Linked DNA regions of Mus musculus: region 1 is linked to region 2. Evidence: chromatin contacts called from public Hi-C data. All regions are on one chromosome and are shown on one strand. The core of a region is the stretch at or near the end of the contact, and the rest is flanking DNA. Distances in the headings are between cores, read along the strand shown.

Region 1 (6,529 bases), core at 2,638-5,137, 210 kb after region 2:
TGTGAGAAGCAAAGATGTACAGAACACAGTTTAGGACAGGCATTTGTGAAGGAGTTGACTTGAATCCAGAAGGCCATAAAGGGGTGATGCAAACTACCTTCTCCATTTCTGTGAATGAACTTTAACGGCCACCAAAGATCTTTTTAAAGGTTCAACTCCAAATGTAAGAATATTGCTTTGACAATACTGTAGAGACTAGAGATATAGAAACTAGTTAATACTTCTTAACAATATTCAAGATAGAAGGATATGGACTGCAAGCTGAGGCAAAAGTCATGGCAAAAGAAGGAACACATTCTGTATTTAGTAAATCTTTTCATTTTGCAGGTGAGAGGAATAATCACAACATCCAAGGAAACACACTCAAAGGATCTAAAGTCACGTGTGTTCAGTCAGTTTGACTATATCATGTATAATGTTTTAGATCACATTGATTATGGAGAACTTGGAAAATCTCTATGCCTATGGGATCTCACTCCAAACACTAAGGACTCCAATAATAATATGAAGCAAGGTTCTTTATTATCTTTTTACTATTTCTTTTCCTCTGCCTTGTCCCAGGTCTATGGCTCAGGATGAGTTTACTATGACTACTAAATAATTTCTTCTTTATTGCATTTACAGTTGGTATAAATGACCTTTTTGTCAGTGAGATCTTAGAGTTGTGTACCCAGAGGGAAGTGGTCCCTGACCACAGCATCAACAACAACATCTGCAGAAAGCATGTGGAGGACCACATTGTCTACAGACAAACAGAACACCTGTTTCCAGACATTGCTTTCAAGTCAGGTATTTTCCAGCCTTCTTTCAACAAACCCCTTTGGAGAAAGCCTTCTTCCTCTGTCATTTCTCCTCTGGCTGGTAGACACCCTCCTTAGCATCGTCGCAAGCAACCCCTTCAGAGCAATGTCACTTTGTCAGTGTGCTAGGGTCCTTAAGGGCTACTGTTCTCTCTGTTACAAAAATATAGTTCTGTTACAGAAAAAGATACAGAAGTAAGGTAACTGTTCATCTCCTTGGGTAATGACTTTATTCCTTCTGCTATGCGAATCTTATGAAACACTATACAGCTATTAAAAGAATTGAAGCAAACAGACAGGAAAACATATCCAGGTATGATTTAAAAAAATGTGTTTCTGAAAATTAATTACAGAAATTAGTTAATTAATTAATTCTGAAAATAATTACATAAATAAGATATTATACTACTTCGTAACTTAAATCAAACCCACACTATATATCAGGGGTTGGCATGCATTTTCTATAAGGGACAAATGTAAAGGCTATAGACTTTGTGAGCCACATTTTCTTACCAACAAAACTAATTTTGTTTGCTTTCAACTTCATATAGTCTTAGAAGTATTATTGGACTATAGTCACTACAGAAATAAGTCATGGACTGGATTTGTCCCATAAGCTGACTGTTGAGTCTTACCAGGTAGGATTGATTCATGTATTTGCACATAAAAGTATAAGGAAAGATAAAATGCATGCTCTGAAGATTCATCATAATACTTACCTCTAATGATCAGAATAGGAAGAGAATATAAATCTAAGGACCTGTTTCTTCAGAAAGCCTTATTTCTTTTGTTGCAGATTTAAGGAAAGTATTTTACAATATATGACCAATGTATAGTTGGAGACAAGACAAAAATATTATGATTTGCTTTCACATTTTTCTGATTTAATAAATTTTCTCTCTCATATATCTATATTTATAGATAGATAGATAGATAGATAGATAGATAGATAGATAGATAATGTACTGGCTAGTTTTGTGTCAACTTGACACAGCTGGAGTTATCACAGAGAAAGGAGCTTCAGTTGAGGAAATGCCTCCATGAGATCCAACTGTAAGGCATTTCCTCAATTAGTGATCAAGGGGGAAAGGCCCCTTGTGGGTGGGACCATCTCTGGGCTGGTAGTCTTGGTTCTATAAGAGAGCAGGCTGAGCAAGCCAGGAGAAGCAAGCCAGTAAAGAACATCCCTCCATGGCCTCTGCATCAGCTCTTGCTCCCTGACCTGCTTGAGTTCCAGTCCTGACTTCCTTTGGTGATGAACAGCAGTATGGAAGTGTAAGCTGAATAAACCCTTTCCTCCCCAAATTGCTTCTTGGTCATGATGTTTGTGCAGGAATAGAAACCCTAACTAAGACAGATAGAAAGATTGATGAAAAATCCTGCTTTGCTTAGACCAAATATGTTATTCTGAAAAAAAAATCACTCATTCTTTACTTTATGCAGCAAATATTCTCTGGGGCTGGAGGTCTAGCTGGCACTATGAGAAATATTGGATTCAGTTGAATATGAACACAAATACCAAGCCCTCCAGAATATTAAAGTCAGGCAGCAGGGAATGTTCATACACAGAAGCACCACACAAATTTAGCAAGTGCTGAAGGAAAAGTTCAGACTATGTGCTGTCAACAATTGTTGCTGAGCCTGACATCTAAAACAGTGGTGTGGTGGTTTGAATATGCTTGGCCCAGGGAGTGGCATTATTAATAGGTGTGTCTTTGATGAAGTAGATGTGTCTTTGTGGGAGGAAGTGTGTCACTGTGGGAGTGGGACCCTTTCGTAGCTGCCTGAAAAACAGTAGTCTTCTCCAGTTTGCCTTTAGAACAAGCTGTAGAACCCTCAGCTCCTCCAGCATCATGCCTGCCTGGATGCTGCCATGCTTCTGTCCATGATTATAACGGACTAAACCTTTGAATCTGTAAGCCATCCTCACTTAAATGCTTTCCTTTATAAGAGTTGACATGTTCATGGTATCTCTTCATAGTGATGGAAACCCTAAGACAAATGGCAAGCCATTAAAGATGTGTGAGCAGGAACATGGTGTAACAAAGGGCTTGTTTATTTGTTAATATTTTTATAAACAATGTGTTAGTTTGTTGTTGTGTTGTTGCTGCTGCTGCTGCTGCTGTTTTCATTGCTATAGTCAATGTCCCATATCTTTTAAGACAAAGTATCTCAGATCACTGTTTTGGGGGGTTCAGTGTAGCACAGCAAGAGGGTCATGACAGAACAAAACAGAACCCATCATGATGAGCCAGGAAGCAAAGTCAGCAACAGAAAGATGATGAATAACCCAAGAATCTTCACTCAGTACTTCCTGGAAAACAGTAGTCTTCTCCGGTTTGCCTTTGGAACAAGATGTGGAACCTCTTTCCATCTAAACCAAATTCCCAAAATAGTACCATGAGTATTCATAGCAGGAGTCTGAGGGCAACATGTCAGATTCAAACCATAACAAGCAGAATGCTTGTGAATATGGAAAACAAAGAGGAGAAACAAAGTGGCAAGACCATCATTCAGAGCTGTATATAGGTGGTAAAGTATTAGCTGCCTTGGAGAGTGTACTGCTGGGTTTGTTTCCAGTTGACACAAGCAAGAGTCATCAGAGAGGAAGGAGCCTCAGTTGAAGAAATGCTTCCATGAGATTCAGCTATAAGGCATAGTGATCAGGTGGGCAGGGCCCAACCCATTATGGGTGGTGTCATCCCTGAGCTTCTGGTCCTGGGTTTTATAAGAAAGCAAGCTGAGCAAGCCAGAGGAAATAAGCCCACAAGCAGCACCCCTCTATGCCCTCTGCATCAGTTCCTGCCTCCAGGATCCTACTTTGTTTGAGCTCCTGAACTGATTTCCTTTGGTGAAGAACAGCAATGTGGAAATGTAAACTGAATAAACCCTATCTTCCCCAACTTGCTTTTTTGGTTCACGGTGTTTTGTTGCAGCAACACAAACCCTAACTAAGACAGGAAGGCAGCAATAGTCTCTCAACACTCTTTGCCAAAGCTAAGGCCAATTGATACAGCTGAGCTGGGGACCTGAACTGGAGGGAATGCCACAGAATCTTAAGAAGTCCTGGCAGAGGAAGCAGCTGCCTGATGGAGGCCCAGGTGTGCAAATGGCAGCACAGGCTTGTCACAGCAACCATCAAAGCCAGGTGCCAACTGTTGAAGAAAAATTTCTTTTGAGAAGCACTTGCAGAGGCATGAAGAGCAGAACAGGATGCCTGTGGCACAATAGGTGATGTGACAACAGACCACTAGGGCCTCAGTAAGAGAAGATGCACCTAATCCTCCAGAGACTTGAAGCCCAAGGGAGACCTGGAGGGACGGGCATCCTCTTTGAGATGGTGGGGAGGGAAAGGAATGAGATGAGGAACTGTCGGAGGGCAGATGGGGGATGATAATGATCAGACTGTAAGAGGAAAAAAATTAAAGATAATTTAAAAAATAAAATAATAATAATTGTCTCCCTCACCTCACACTATATTCTCTTTAATAAATCTTTGTGTCTGCTCTGGTATGATAACTACTTTTATCCCTTCTCCCTCGACTTGTCACAGCTGTTCCCTGCACAACACAGCTGTCAAATTAGGTCCAATAAGCAGCAGTCCTCTATGGCTTCTGCTTCAAGCTCCTGCCTTGAGTCTCTTCCTTGGCTTCCCTTGCTGATGGACTGTAACCTCTAAGATGAAGTAAACCTTTTCCTCCCATTGCTTTAAAAATTATATATATATGTAATATATATATATTAATATATATATAGTAAAAAAGAACAAGGACATCGTGAGTTTTGCAGGCAAATGGATGGAACTAGAGAATATCATCCTGAGTGAGGTAACTCAGACCCAAAAGGACATGTATAGCATGTACTCACTAATAAGTGGATATTAGCCAAAAAAAAAAAAAGTACAGAATACCCAGGATACAATCCACAGAACTCAATTAGGTTGCCAAGCCAAAGGGCCCAAGTAAGGATGCCTCAATTTTACTTGGGAGGGAATCAAAAACAATCATGGTGGTGGGGAGGGAGAAAGAGAGCTGGGTGGGAGAATGGACAGGGAAGAGGAAAGGGGAACATGATCAGGTACTGGGGGGTGTGGGGAATGGGGGTAAACAGGAGTAAAGCCCTGAGGGCCAGCAGAAAGAATGAAAACAGGCAACCTTGGGAGGTAGAAAGTGGGGGGACCCTCTAGAATGTACCAGAGACCAGTGAGGTCAAGACTCAAAGGGAGGGACCTTAGATGAAATGCCCAACAGTGGGGAAAGGAAAATTGTAGAGTCCACCTCCAGTAGAAAGCATCAAGTGGAGGGATGGGGTTGCCATCCCACAGTCAAAAACTCTGACCCAGAATTGTTCCTGTTTAAAAGAACTTCAGAGACAAAAATGGAGAAGAAAGTGAGAGAAAGGAAGTTCAGGCACTGAGGCCTGACACCATTACTGATGCTATGGTGTGCTTACAGACAGGAGTCTGGCATGGCTTCCCTCTGAGATGCCCAACAAGCAGGTGAAAGAGGGAGGATAGGGTAGGGGATTTCTAGGGGGAAACCGGGAAAGGGGATAACATTTGAAATGTAAATAAATAAAATATCAAATAAAAAGAGTCAGATGCAGATACTTACACCTAACCAATGGACAGAAGCTGGGGGACCCCTGTGTTGGATTACAAGCTGAAGAAGAGGGCAACCACATAGAAAGGCCAGAAGTCTCAATTAACCAGGACCCCTGAGATTTCTCAGACACTGAGCCACCAACAAGGCAGCATACACTAGCTGATATGAGTCCCCTGACACATATACAGCAGAGGACTGCCTGGTCTGGCTTCAGTGAGGGAAGAAACATCTAGTTTTTGGGAGACTTGAGACCCAAGGAGTAGAGAAGTCTGATGGGGTGGAGGTTGGGTGAGGGAACACCCTCTTGAAGATGGAAGGGGTTGGGATGAGGAACAGTCAGAACATGGACCTGGAGGGGGATAATGGAAGCAGGGGGGAAGGAGGATGGGATAGGGGGCTCCTGGGAGGGGGGAAAACTGGGAAAGGGGATAACATTTGAAATGTAAATAAAGAGAATATCCAAGAAAAAAGATTAAAGAATAATAATAATTTAAAAGTGGGGAGGGACATATGGGAGGAGTTTAGGAGAAGGAGAAGGGTTATGATAAAAAAATCCCTAAGACTTTATTAAAAACATATTATTTTAAAATTATGACATAAAAGAGACATTATTGTGGAAATTATGAATATTTTGCATTAGTTGATTTTTATGGCTATGACAAAACATCTTAAAGTAATGATGTAAACCTTTTAAAGGGATGAATTATATATTTTGGCTCATGATCAAAAAGGATTTAGTCCATACTCTTGATTGTATAGATTTGGAGTCCACAGTGAGACAAAGCATCATGGCAGAGTTTTGTGGCAAAGACCACCTACTGTGTGCTGGAAAGGGGAGAGAGAGAGAGAGAGAGAGCAGAACTAGGATACTCTTCAAAGCTTCAAAGGCAACTCTAAATTGACCTGGCTCCTCAAAGTAGTCTCCCCTTCATAGTTTCCACCACCTCAAAAATTACAGAAACTGGGATAATGTAGTAAACACAGGAGCCTATAGGAGACCTCTCATATCAGCATTAATGGCTTTATATGATTTAAGATGCTTCTCCAAGTTCAGATAAATCCAGTACTTTAACCTGAGGCAAATCAGAATACTATGATAGAAATAACAGTGAGAGAAGTTGTTAT
Region 2 (6,887 bases), core at 1,269-3,768:
TTGGTTATCTAGGTTAAGTGTTTATGGAGAAAGCCATAACTGAAGGTCATATTAAGAGAGAGAGAGAGAGAGAGAGAGAGAGAGAGAGAGAGAGAGAGAGAGAGAGAGAGAGAGAGAGAGAGAGAGAGAGAGAGAGAGAGAGAACACTCCAGGAGGACTAAACAGCATGAGCCAAAATGTGAAAGAGGGACCGCAGGTTCGGGAGATGAGAGCTTTCATTGGGAGAATAACTAGTACTACTTTTACTCAAAGTGTTTGAGAAAACAAGTAGTAAGAATAGTTTATTAAATACATACTATAAAATTAAGCCTGTGCTAAGCACTTCAGGTGTTTCTAGTCTTTTTGATTAACTGGGAAATTTTTGGTAACTTCAAAAGATCAAAGAGCTACAAAAGAGTGAGGTCGTATTTCTAACTTTGTTCTGACCTGCCTAGAGGATGATGATTTAGACTCCAGGAGATCAAACTTATGGCAGGCACACTTCTGGGTAGGAAGAGGAGGATTTTAATACACAAGTAGGCATCTTTCATTTTTTAGAGCAAGTCTGAAGCAGGATTCCAGCGAGGTGGAAACTGAAGATGCTGTAGCTGGGGACACAGTGAACACCAAGACCACAAACTAGCCAGGCCAGGGAGTGAGTTCCCCAGAGTCTCTCATCCTAGGAGAGAAATGCTACTCATCTGTTTGTGAAGTACTCAGTGCCAGTGCATGGAAGCTGGTTCTGGTTATACATACCCCAAACTGGCACGAGGGCACTATCAAGGGCATTCACTGTCAGAAGCAGAACTAGAATTGGAAGGAACTGCAGGTCACTTAGGTTCTAATTACACTGGCAGGTTCTAATCACCCTGACGTCATCGCTGGATAGTCTGTACTTCAGCAGCCTGCCTCCCAAACACAGTGTTTCTCTGAGTGATTCTGAGAACAAATGAATTTATTACCCTTTTCCGTCAAGAAGAAATTTCTTCTTGAAATTTTACATTTAGATATAAATGTGAAAATTGTCTCCCAGCATTTCTGTATTCTTTGCATTGCATTTGTTGCTTGAATAGAGGCCTTCATTGACTGTCCTTGCTCCTCCCGCCATCTCTATAGCACTCCATTCTATTCTTATGATCCTTTGTATTCTGCCTTGAGTGAATACAGTAGCCTTGGGAGCAGAAATCACCTATTTTAAAACACCCAAATACTGGGTGTATTACCTTTACTTTCAGTTTCTTCCAACTTTCAATAGCATAAACAAGATACACATTTTTTGCATCTAAGTCTCCATGCATATTTATGAATTTCTGTTTGCCTAGGAATGGAGTTACTTTCATCTAACATTTGAAACTCTTGGAACATTCTTTTTTTCCCAACGTATTCCTCAACTGCTCAAATTTTATGCCCAGTAAAGAATTTAAATACTTTCTTTAAAAGTGAGTTAATGAAGGTTAAAGAATTTTAAGATTTGACGAAGGAGAGGGCGCAGTTGTTCAGTGGGCAGGTGACTTCATTTGCATGCTGTTCTTAAACTGACCTTCTACTTCTTGTATTCTGTGACACTATGTCCTACAGTGTGGTACTCTTACCAGTAAGTTTGCAAGTGGAGTTGGCCATTGGGTGGCACCTTTAAATAATGGAAAGTGGGAATGGAGAAGTAACATAGTAGTTGCCCACTGATCCTCCACTTCAGGCATTACCACTGATGAGTGCTAGCCCTCTCCCCTGAAATTGGTCCTACTCCTTTCTAGATCACTCATCCTCTCTGATCCAAGCTCTCACATGATGACTCCATGACATGTGATTCCTGGCTAACTGGCTGTTTCAGCATCTGCATCCCGATGTATACCTGCCCTGTATATATCTCACTAAGATTGTTCCTGCCACTCATGCTTGCCAAATGCCTACTGATCTCCCATTTGTCTACATAGACTTTTTAGACCTCCTTCAAAATTGGTGACTTCTACTGTATGCAGAATGAACACACTATAGCAGCACTCAAATGACCTTTGCTGCACTTGCATCTATAAAAAGCCTGAATAGGTTTTTTGTTATTTCTTCCTCCTTGATCTACATTTAGGTGATAACTGTTTGATTCTACCTCCCAAATGTGTTCTCTCTTTCAGAATACTTTAAAAAAAATGTCTGGTCTGAAACCTAATTGACTGAAATCATCAGCTTCACCACAGTTCACTGCACTCACTCAGAAAGCTACTCTTAGAGGCAATTTGACAGAGCTGTCCTTTGAAACTGGCATTTTCTAAGTGTTCTTCTAAATTACAGTTGGGCCATAAATATGGCAGGTTAAACGGAGACAGCTGAGAAATGGTGTAGGTGAAAAATTACAAGGATGGGATCTTTCTCCTCTTCCACATGAAGATTTAATCTGCCAGATTAAAAAACCCTGAACCTGGTGATTGTGTCAAGATAACAGCTTGGAGGATGCTCAGAGATGGGGTTCCCAGGGTGTTTCAAGGGATGGGTCTGTGGCCTACAGAGGCAGGTGTTTCTCAGTTGGAGCACAGAGGAGTTCTTGGCACCAGCACTGGGCCAGCTGTGAGTTTATCTGTGGTATCTGGCTTTCAAAGTAGTGTTCCCTGCAGTCTGCCTAAAAGAAAGAGATGATCAAGATGAACGAAGAGGTAATTGCACTGTACTCTACTCTGATGGGAAAAAGGGGGGAGAATTATGAAAGAAAAATATATATGCACATGTATATGTAAATATATAGTTATGTGTTGATATATATATATATATATATATATATGGACTATTGAATTATCTATAGGAGAGTAATATAACAAGATATGTACACTTTACAATCTGTGGACATCCAGTGATAGAGAATGTGTGTCTGAGATTTTTCATGATCGTGTTCCCTTTTCTGCATTTGTCATCACTCCCAATTCCACTCTCATGAATAAAATACTTCACTGGCCACAGGTTTGCTGGAGATGGAGATCTGTTCCCAAATCCTCAGTTACTCTCTGGGAAATGGCTTCTGTATGTACACATGTTCTCTAGCTATGTAATAAAAGACCTCTCTTCCTTGGCAAAACTTAACTCTACCTTAGAAAACTCTGATGAGTACTAGAAAGATGACATGTTCCACAAACGTCTTAAGTGATTCAGGGTTCACAACAAAGAAGGAGATGCTATATTGTCTTTCATGACATAGCGTCTAAGTCCCATAGCATAACTTCTATAACACACAAGTGGGTAAAAGGTTTACAAAGACCTGTCTAGTTTAAGACAAGACTTCATGTAGTCAGAGTGGGAGGAGGGGGAGCCAGAGATGGAAATGTTGTTGGAGTTGGTTTGGGAAGAAACAATTTGATATGGGAAAGGAATATACACTACTTATTTTCTATGCAGAAATTAATCCCAGGGTCTTTGCACATTAGACAGATATTCTACCACTAAGCTACATCTACAGCCCCTAGATTGTTTTTAAAAACAGAATTTGACTGAAAGGGATAGAAATACAAGAAGCCAAGAAAAGGGGGTTTTCTCTGACCATGCAAAAGAAGCATTGGAGTGTGAGTTTGGAAACACATCCAGCCCGTTCATGTAAGAGTCACAGTGACTCCAGGACCTTGTAACTGATAAGCAACAACCCAGCCTAAGAGTTAACCCATTACAATAGGAAAAGGTCCTCAAAGATTAAACACTGATCACTTATTGGAAAGCCCAATAAGCAAAGGTCATATATCTGTTTTAAAAGAAAAAAATCCAAAGAAGAGTAACATTTTGTAATCGGTGACTAAGTCATAGTTCATGTCCATGAGTTCTGTGACTACTTAATGCCACCACAGCAGGATTAACTAGTGGCAAGGAAAGCCATGATGGCACACAAGGCCCGCACCTTACTTGTCCACTGTGAAAAGTGTCTCCCACCTCTGCTGTGACATCTCTAGGAGTCCTATATGTGCCTTTTTCTATAAGAAGATGGAAATAATTTCAAAAATTCTTCTCTGGCTTTCTACAGAAATATTTTTACTTATATTTTATACAAATTGTCCTCTGTCTCTGTCTCTGTCTCTCTCTGTCTCTTTCTCTCTCTCTCTTTCTTTCTCCCTGGACAGGTTCTAGTTAATGTCGCATCTCTCATGCTGACCTTCAGTATCTTCTCCTCAGAGTGGTGCCTCATGACCTACTGAAAGCAGATTCATACATCTATTCCCATATTATTCCTAGACACTGAATCTGAAAATATTCTCTTACCATCTCCCACCACCCTCAACATGATTTCACTGCTTTATTTACCTGTTCTTTACTATGTCCCTATTACACAAAATGTGTATTCTGTGGCAGCAGGGACTGCTGTCCCCCCTCCCCTTTGACCCCAGAGGCAGTGTTTGTTTACATGCCACTCACTGGCATGAATGACTGCCTACTGGATTGTTTTAGCTTTCCCTGCTAAATGAGAACGACATATTGATATCAACATAATAGGAAGCCAGCATCTCTCCATTTCTGTTTCAAAAGAACTCACATGAGATTATTTTCTCTATGTTGTATTGAAGAAACTTGAAGAACATAGAAAAACCAGAAGTTCTCCAAACTTGAAAGAGGCAGAAATTGAAAAAGAGGAGGAATGAAAAACCCAAAGACCGTATTCAGGACTTCCATGCAAGGTTGTATTGCAATATCCGGTCAGAAGAACAGGATTGGGTTGGCTAACTCAGGGTGTCTTTCCACCCATTGTTAACAAAAATGGTTAAGAAGAAGCCAAAAGTGTAATATAGATGGTTGGATGTACCTCATGTCAATCATCAAAAAAGAAAAAAGGAGATAATTGGAGTGAAAACTCAGTTAATCTTTGACCTTGAAACATTGGGATCATCTCCACCCTCTCCTCTCATCATTTCTCCCATGTCTTTCTTAGAATACATTTCTCTTATGCCTGCCCTCCTCCCTCTTGTCACCTTCACTGCAGAAGTTAACATTTTCATCATTTTTGTTCAAAAGTATTGCAAGAGTTCTTTTGTTCAGTCTCCCACTCAGTTCAGTTGCCTCTACAGGGAAAATGGAAGATGTCTCAAAAGAGAATTTACATCATCAGTTGGGCTAGTACAAAATCCTGTTCCACATGTTAAAATGTAGCAACCTTGAGTTAGGACTTTAAAATGCATGAAGAATGAATGAGCTAGCTGGGGTTGTTTCTATCATACTTGACTTTCTTTTGTGACTTTCCAAAATATGTTGAAATAAGATTTTAGTTACTGAAATCTGAATACTTGGCCTTACATTCATACATAGGTAAGAATAGCTCTCCTTTGTCTCCAAGGAACATTCTTTTTTTATTCAGACAGAAAGCATGACTTCAAAATGCAGAGAAAAACTGACAGTTAAATGTCTAGCCCCAGTAGATATATCTACAACACAATCTCTGCACCTAAGGCTCAGAGAACTTCTTGGAAGAAGTGGCAGAAAGACTAAGATCTGGAGAACTGGGACATCTGATGTGAGATAGAATTTTCTATACATGACAGAGAAGCTACATACAGGAAATGGCAAGAATAGAGTTGCCAAACAATCCCTGAAAATAAGAACACCAATTGGCTTGCCAGTGTGGACAAGTGATATCCCAAGACTCCATTCCTAGAAAAAGAGCTATGGGCAACTAATGTTTTGAAGTGAGAATCAGTTTTCTCCAGGGACATATCCTTATCCCATTCCAAGAGGTCAACTATAAACACAAAATGAAAATGAATGCTTGATTGAATGTGTTGTGGTGTGTGTGTGTGTGTGTGTGTGTGCGTGTGCGTGTGCGTGTGTGTGTGTGTGTGCGTGTGTGTGTGCGTGTGTGTGTGTGTGTGTGTGTGTGTGTGTGTATCAATGATAATTAAAAGTAAAAGGAAGGCCATCAGTGTGAGAAAAAAATGGAGTGGAGTAGAGGAAAAATTGATTGTAGAAGACAAAGAGGAGAAAGGTTATAAAGACAGTACTCATACATGAAATTCTCAGAAAATAGTAAACTAATTTTAAAAGTGGTGTTAATTCTTGGCATGGTAGCATGTACCTGAAACTCCAGCACTCAGGGGGGCTACAAGTTCAAGGCCACCTCAGTCAACAGTAGGTTTCAAGCTAAAAAAGTTTATGTAGTGAGTCTGTGTCTCCAGTTGAAATTCTTTCTTTTTTTTTTCCCTCTCTATTCCATTTTATTAATTTTTTTCAGTTGCCTTTCAAACAACCATAATTTATAAATCTCTGTAGGTGTGTGCTTTCTGAATAGCACTCTAAATAATCCAGTATTCAGGATTTAAATTCATAGTAGAATCAAATATACAATTATTTGAAGAGATTAATCAGATCAAGGAATTTTAATTTCATCGCTGAATGATGGAAAGAGATGGGGGAGAGAGAGAGGGAGGGTGAGGAGGGAGAAGAGGGAAGGAGGGAGAGAGGAAGGTGGAGAGGGAGGCAGAGGGAGAGAGATTGCACTTGGCTATGTGTATAAAATCATTTTAACAGGTTGAAATCGTATTTTTACCTTAGACAACACTTTTTAAAGTTTAAGCTATTCTGGATACTTTTAGATAATAATTGGCTAACATACATCACTCTGTGAGATATTAAGGGCTAGTATTATTCTAAGGAAATATCACAGACGACTATAAAAAAAGAAGTTATGAGAATTATAAAGATATGCCTCATGCCAGTGACTGCTATTATGCCAGGAATATGTTCAAGTTCTTGTGACCCAGTGGGAGGCTCTAATTAATCTGGGTATTAGCAATGTATCTCCACCATATGGTCAGTGGGACTAACAAAACTTTATAGACAATTATTTTAAAAGAAATGAAGAAAATCACCTTCTAGTTATTATCTCCTTGTCCCTTTCTGAACCACAGGGGCTACTGTTAGGGCTGTAAGGGAAAATAATGGTATCAAGTTTATCT

Evidence for each region. A called contact is a pair of places that touch in the nucleus more often than the background predicts.
Region 1: a Hi-C map of the P5424 cell line shows a contact between it and region 2, with 4 times the contacts expected there. The contact joins two enhancer-like sites. A contact is called at or near these places in 2 of 484 Hi-C or Micro-C datasets (DN3 thymocytes and the P5424 cell line) and 2 of 115 datasets of contacts at active chromatin or transcription factors (the SCID.adh cell line and thymocytes).

The regions. Positions count from the first base shown.
Region 1 is chr15:63,463,189-63,469,717 of GRCm38.p6, forward strand. The region is part of intron 1 of Gm20740 (predicted gene, 20740); the gene reads right to left. Among named protein-coding and RNA genes, the nearest start is that of Gm20740, 13 kb to the right of the region's middle. Within about 2 kb of position 3,888, at least 9 of the 459 cell types and tissues checked have an H3K27ac peak or open chromatin away from gene starts, as enhancers often do. A contact at or near this core is called in the P5424 cell line and the SCID.adh cell line, where this site is marked.
Region 2 is chr15:63,253,448-63,260,334 of GRCm38.p6, forward strand. No RefSeq gene overlaps it. Among named protein-coding and RNA genes, the nearest start is that of Gm41335, 100 kb to the right of the region's middle. Within about 2 kb of position 2,519, at least 4 of the 459 cell types and tissues checked have an H3K27ac peak or open chromatin away from gene starts, as enhancers often do. A contact at or near this core is called in the P5424 cell line and the SCID.adh cell line, where this site is marked.